2 separate regions of the Hordeum vulgare genome follow, and region 2 is linked to region 1. A link is a contact called in public Hi-C data. All regions are on one chromosome and are shown on one strand. Each heading gives the region's core, a stretch centred on a gene start, on an enhancer-like site or on the middle of the called end of the contact. The rest is flanking DNA. Distances are from core to core; before and after follow the strand shown.

What was found. A called contact is a pair of places that touch in the nucleus more often than the background predicts.
Region 2: a contact with region 1 is called in a Hi-C map of leaf, with 4 times the contacts expected there. The contact joins the promoter of LOC123398090 here to the promoter of LOC123398061 in region 1. A contact is called at or near these places in 2 of 6 Hi-C or Micro-C datasets (leaf and seedling).

What each region holds. Positions count from the first base shown.
Region 1 is chr5H:443,363,945-443,367,706 of MorexV3_pseudomolecules_assembly, forward strand. LOC123398061 reads left to right here and starts at 2,094. Exons shown (of 3, transcript XM_045092572.1): 1 at 2,094-2,274; 2 at 2,664-3,052; 3 at 3,210-3,762. The coding sequence starts at 2,211.
Region 2 is chr5H:443,934,337-443,937,727 of MorexV3_pseudomolecules_assembly, forward strand. LOC123398090 (BTB/POZ domain-containing protein NPY1) reads left to right here and starts at 1,922. Exons shown (of 4, transcript XM_045092596.1): 1 at 1,922-2,543. The coding sequence starts at 2,482.

The DNA.
Region 1 (3,762 bases), core at 844-3,343:
GGACAGCTATTGGCGAGGGCACAGGGGTGACTCGATGCAGCCACAGGGCGGGGAAGCAGTGGCTCGTCGCAGAGGGTGGTCCTAGGTACAGGTGGCGCTCGAGTGAGGCTTGGGCGGCGCTGCATCGCTGCACGGCTACTGCATCTAAACGACGCCCGCGCGGTTGCGAGGATCGAGGGGCGGTAGGGGCAACAGGGGCAACAGGAGCGCACGGGGAGCTCGTGCGAGATAGCACACGCGCTAAGGCCTCTTCGGGCAGTAAGGGGGCGACAGGACTGGGACGCGGTGGCTCGGGCCTACTGGCTGCAATGCGCGAGCTCTGGCATGCCTGCCAGATGCTCGATGAAATGCCACGGCTATCTAGGGTCTTAGGCTGGAGGTGGAATTCTCCGGAATGACTAAGGGCCTTACTAGGGATCTACTAGACATGCTGGTTTGGTCCATGGAGCAGCTTTCTAACACAAACAAAACATCATGCCAATTCTGGTGAGGGACACGAGGTGTTTGACAAAATGCCAATGGCATCTAGGAGCACTTGCTAGCCACAAGAATTACCATATAGGAGTCTCCTTGGATGCAAAAAAATGTGGTATGGTTAGATTTAGCAACCAAACAACTTCATAATGCAATTATAGCAAAAGTCCATTTCTGAACAAAAACAAGATGATAATGCAACAGGGGTCAAAACAACTCCAATGGGGCTGAAATTTGATACTTAAGGGTTTTATATGGTGTACTATAAGTATAAAAAAATTCAAGGTCATTGGGAAAGAAAATAGTGCGGATGCAGTACAAAATGCCAATCTGGTCCAGAACATAAAACAAGAAGTGGTGCTCAAATTTTTCAAAATACCAATATATATTTTTGCATGAAACTCATTTATATGAATCCCTTGACCACTACAAATTTTGATAGGATTTTTGGAGGCTTTTAATAATAGGTTGTAGTACAAATCTACAATTGGACCAGAAAGAAAAATCAATTAATTTACTTAAACTTTTCAAAACACTTGGCTATATAATTATATAAAATTGATCCAGAAGTATAGTAGGTAATTGTAAAATTTATTGTGGAATTTTTAGAAGAAGTTAACAGGTGGTTGCAGTTTAAAACTGGACCCTTAGGAAATAAAAAAACAGTTTTGAATAAATAGAATTGGAAGATAATATTTATAGAAAGAGCCTTCTCTGCAATAGAAAAATATTTAGTCAACACCCAAGCCACAAGTAATTTTTTAAGAAGCTCTAGCTCATAGATAGAGTTTTTCATAAAAGTAAGAATAGGAAAAGCTCTGAAATCAGAAGAAAACTCAGAAATAAAAAATTTCAGAATAATCCTGGCCAAATTCAATAAATAAAATTGTGTCAAAAAATTTGGGGTGTTACACTACGTGGAAGAAAATGAAGCGTCCGTGAGCCTCTTCGAGGCAAGAGGCCCTCCAGGGTCTTTTAACAGTTGACACCCACAGGACAAAGGGTACTATGAATGACGATGTATGACGGATGAACAATACACAAATTATCAGCAATAGTGACAAAGGGATGGCCTTTTCTTTCGCGTTAGGTTAGATGTGACACCAGAGTTGATTTCGAACAGCCGGGCACAAGCGCGAGCCGAGGCAGCCGGCCTAGGCACGTGCCCCGTCCAGCTCGTCGTCTTGGGACTACCCAAGGATCGTCGCTCCGACAAAACGAGACTAATGAAACAAGAAAAACAAATAATTTTAAGATGGGTCTTATAAACCGAAAAAAAAAGAAGTGTCATTCTTATTCTGCGTATTAGATTTGTATCAAGTCAAATTCAACAAAATTTGTTCAAGCCTATATTAAGAAATATCAACATGTACAAAACGAAATATATATATATATATATATATATATATATATATATATGCACACACACTACGAAACTACATTTCATAATGAATCTAACACTATTGATTTGGTATTATAGTTTTTTCTATAAGTTTGATTAAAATAAAGATACTTTAACTTGGGACAAAACTTATATTATGAAGACTAATAAATACGGAGTACGATACTATACGGGGCCCAAACGCGACCACTCAAAGTTTTGTCTCCCACATTTTGCCTTTGCAACGCCCCTCCTTCTCACGCGCTTCCCCGTGCTCTCCTCGCCGAAACACCCCACCAGTCCCCCCGCCTCTGGCTCCTGTCGCTGCTCTGCTCCCCGGGAGGGACCCACCCCGATGGAGTTCGCCCGCCGCGGCCCAGCCACCGACGACCACCGCTGCCCCGACCCTCCGCCGCACGGTATGTGCCGCCCGCCACCTCTGCCGCGTTAGTACTCCGTAGGAAGCAACTGAACAGAGATGGACTTTACCCTCCTTTTCTCCCGTCTCTGACTGCGACTGTATGCGAAATCCTCTAGACATCAGACGAACGATGGTACTGGGACTGTTCTACTTGATCCGCGCCTTGTAGAAGTGGTAACAGACTAGGTGTGGTTTGATTTGCCCGGGGGTCACAAGATTGAAGATTCTGCCCAGCTTGTCTGTCCTCTCGTCAAAAACAAATGCAACCTGTCGATCCTACTTTATCCGATTCACGGTTCCTCTAGTCAGATGCAGAAAACGTGTTCAAGAAAACAAGAACAATAGGAGTAGGATTCTGCTACTTATCTGGTCCCATCGCTGGTGCAGGAGACGCAATGCTGGTTATGAGGGACGCCCTGCTGTGGCAGCTCCAGAAGGACCGCCTTCGCCAGGAGATCATCATGGCCGAGCTGGCCAAGATAGAGTGCGCCATGGCCCTGCGCTCTGTGTCCGGTCACCACAGCACGCCGATGCCCCGGGACAGCATGCCGCCGCACAGAGGACCCGTCTTCGGCTGGGAAAACTACGCCGACGTGGGTGAGGAAAATGATGTGAAGCTACCAAACAACTGTGGAAGGAAGAGTGCAGAGCCCAGATTTTGGAATCCCGTCACAGAAGATCGCGCGGAAAAATGCTGGAACCCGTGCAAATGCAGGGTTAATTCGGGTGAACATAACCCAGCATTTGATGAACCGAAACTGCAGGATCCCAGTGAGGTGAGCAGCTTGTCCATTGTGTTTACTCGAAATGTTTTCATAAATCTACTTGCTAATGGTGTATTCAAACTGCATTGAAAAATCAGAAGAAACTCTACCTTCCTTGTTTTCAGAAGTACTACATACTAATGGTCTAATCTAACTGCATATCAAACAGAATGTTCCTCCAAATAAAGCGTCGCCTGCGGAGAAGTGGGAACTGACAGGAATAACCATACCAGTTAAGAAGCCGAAGCCACCCATGAGTCCCAGAAAAAGAAAGAAGCCACCCGTGAGATGGAGTTGCCCGGTGTGCCAGGTAGAAGCAAACTCTGCGCAGAAGCATTGTGCTGGGAAGAAGCACCAGTCAAATATAGCAACACTGGAATCAAGCATTAAGGCCATTGGTTATCAGAAGCCACCTTTAGCAGGTTGCAGCATTTGTCAAGTTATGTGTGGCACCGAATCAGATCTTGAGATCCACCTGAAGGGTAAAAGGCACTTAAAGAAGATTCAAGCTTTATTCGAAGAAAGCAATAACAAGGAAATCAATTCTGAGTCTCTGAAAGCAAACTTAAACAAGGACAGCAGACCGCTACATGTGGAGAAAATGAACCGTGACTTAGACTCGGAGAACCACCTCAGAGATGAAAGACACCAACTGAATGTTCGGACCCTTTGCGAAACAATCAACCAAGAGGGAAACAGTCCACCAGAAATTTCCAAAGACC
Region 2 (3,391 bases), core at 672-3,171, 570 kb after region 1:
GACGGCGAGGGCTTGTTGTCTTGGGTGGGAGAGGATGGCGAAAGTGCCATCGACTAGTGGGCCAGGGGGAGGAATAGACGGGCACTGCGCGCGTCTGTTTTGTGTCCGCACCGACGCAAATGAGGCCCAAAATTAGGTCGGGAATGGATTGACCGGCAGACAAAAAGCAGACGCGCATCTGTTTAGATGGTGCGTTGAGCCGAATTTTCTATCCGTACCAACCCAAACAGACGCGGGTGGACAAAATGACCCGGCATCGTTGAAGTAGCTTTTATTTTATAGTTTTTGCAAGTTATACGGGTCGAATTGCTCTAAGCCGAGTATGTACCTGACTCCACCGTCGAACTCAGGAAAGACGTAGCCCTTTCCACGCAGGTGTTCTGGCAGTCCACAAAGTAGCGAGCATCTAGTCATGGATGAATGACTTTTGCAAAGCCCGCAGGGTGGTGATTTGTTTAGCCACAAAGTTAACCGCCCCCCGTCGTTTGACCGGGATGCTCTCCCCCGTTTTAATAACAAAGCAAAAGCCCCCGCGCGATCGACCTGACAGCTGACACCGTCACCCCCCGCGCGCGCGCCCGAAGCACACAAACAGTTGCCTCGTCGTCCCTGTCCGGTTCGCGCACGCCCATTGGACCGCCGCCTCCAAGCCTTTTTCTTAAGGCCTGTTTGGTTGGGGGGATTGGGAAGGTTTTGAAAGGCAGGGATTTTACGGGATTGGGTGAATCCCTTTCTTTCATCCAATCCTCTTAGATTTCCGGGCTTTGCTTTTACTAGTTATTTCAGGAGGGTTTTGAAACACATGGACGTTCGAGGATTTGTAGGGTTTCTGACCCTTTCGGAAATTTTTCTCTCTAAACCTCTCCAATCCTCCTTAACCAAATGAGCCTAACGGAGGGCGCCGGAGCAGGACACATAGGACGGACGGGGCGCGGACACGTATCGTCGGGGCGCGCGGCGGAGCGCAGAGAGAAAGAAAGCGCCGCGTGCGCGCCGGGCGGCCGGCGGAACGGCGAGGGCAGGATCGGAAAGGGCGAGGGGGCGGAAAGGTGGCGGGCGAGCGTGGCGCGCTTCCGCGGTGGGAATGCGTGACAAACCGAGGGCTATGGACGGACGGACGGATCGTCGTGCTGCCCGCCTTTTGTTGATTCTGATGATAAAATTTAACCTAGTGCTGTTCTGATACGGCCGGATGATCCTGCGGTGCGTTTTTTCAAAAGTTTATTTCGCCCGCGGGCGACGCGCCCGACCCCCCCCCCCCCCCCCCCGGTGCTCCTCGCTCAAGCAAAAGTCGGGCTTTTCACCCTTGAAAAGGTCAAGAAAAGACAGAACGATATTGGTTTCACTAACTTTTATTAAGTAGGAAGTACAGTATCTGTTAATACAACAGGGAACGGATATACTCCTACCACCGGGCCTGAGCGCTACTGCAGTAAATGTTGTCACTGGGCATGTTCCGTCTGGGAAGCTGGCGCGCGCCGCACACAGAAAGCGACCTGTGCCGCGCTGCTCCTGCTCCTGCCGCTGTGAAACGCTGCGCGCAGGTTAGATTGTTTGCTGCACCATTCTCTCTTTTCCTTTGTTTTGCATATTTCCTTTTCTACTCCCCACCACACAGCCACACACACACACACGACGGACAGGAGCGCGCCACCCCACCCCACCCGTTTCCCTGTAAAGTTCTGCCGCGCCATCAAAAGACTAAAACGGATAATTAGCCCGGCTAATCCTTTTCGCGATCAAACTGCGAAAAATACTACGCCCTTTTCCTAGCCCCAAAAGTATCGTCGCGCCTGTGCCGCAGCAAAAAGGGCGAGCCGTGTGGTTGGTTGGTTGGTTGGTTTCCATGGTGCGGCGCCAGCAGCAGCCTGGCCTGGGAGCGAGTTTTTAACGTATTTTCACCAGTGCGTCCAAGCGAAGGAAAAGGCTAGAGGGAGGGAGAGAGATACTGCTGCTACGTCCTGGAGAGCCGCACCACGTTGAGTCATTGACATTGCGACGGAGCACGCAGCAGGGAGGCGGCTTTGGCAGTCGCAGAGAGCAGAGCAGAGCGGCCGAGGAGGAGGAGGAGCTCCGTTGATAATAGCGCACCATGATTCACACGCCACGGCATCACCATCATTGCCGCCTCCTCCATATCCCCCTTCTTTAATTGCTGCTGCGTTTAATCCTCCCCCGCACCAACCCAACCGCGCCTCCCCTCTCTCTCTCTCTCTTCCCCTGCTGCCGCTGCGTGCTGCTCTGTAGTCTGCTGGGTGGTTTTTTTCGTCCGTGCTCTGCAGTGCTTCCCGCTGCTTCTCTGCTCTCTCTCTCTCGCGCCGTCCCGGGGTGGCAAGGAAGTGCATGGGAAGAAGGAGAAAGCACCCAGCCGCCTGAGTGAGCGACAGGCAGTGAGTTCCTCTTCTTCTTCCGGGGAGGAAAAGGCAAGGGAGGGAGGGAGCTAGAGGCGGCCGGAGAGGGAGGGAGGAAGGGAAGGAGAAGATGAAGTTCATGAAGCTGGGCTCCAAGCCGGACGCCTTCCAGTCCGGCGGCGCCGACGTCAGGTCAGTGACCCTCTTTCCTTCTTCTCTTCTCCTCCCGTCCATCCCCGTCGTTGCTTCCTTCCCGCTCAAACCGCGGGCGGGTTTTCCCTTCCCATGCGCTGTTGGTTGTCTTACGTTTCTTTCTTGGTCGCGCCGCCGCTTCTCCGGTTCATGGCGGACTGCAGAACCTCTTCTTGTCTATCTCCTTCCTTGTTGCTCTATACTCCATAAGCTAGGCGCGTTACCCCGTCAGACTCTTGCCACCGAAAGAAACCATCGTCTTCTTTCTTCTGTTGGTGCTTCCGCCTTCCGGCGAGGTTCTTGCAAGCTCATTTACTCCTCCCGTTGGAAGAGCAGAGCTTCTAGAATGGCGGTCATTCGGGAACCGCTGTTCTCGCACCACCACGTTCTTATTCCGACATGTCATACTTGTCCAGTAACCATACCAATCTCTCCGTCTCCTTTCGGCTTATTCACGTGGAGCTTTGTGCCTGGCATTGTGCTTGGATCTTGGTTAGTACCAGTAGCCCCCTGTGTCGATTTCTGATGCACCATAAAAATAGTTCTGCTCCAAAACATGGCTGCTTCATTTCGAGTCGTTGCGTGAGTTGACTATCGGTTCTTGGGAAGTGCAGAGTGCTAGGCTGTGCGTGCTGTTTCTATCCCTACCATTTTCTGCTTTGTCCTGTCCCCTCCGCGAGCCTTCTTTTGTTTATGCTTCCTACATGTGTGTGTGCGTGGCTCTCTACCCTTCTCTCAACTGGATCTAGCAGTATGATACTAGTAGTTGTAGAACGGAGTTTTTCCAACTGATCCCTCGAGCTGGCATTCCTTGTTTCTCTCGGGATTAGCTGTTCGTGTCCATCCCA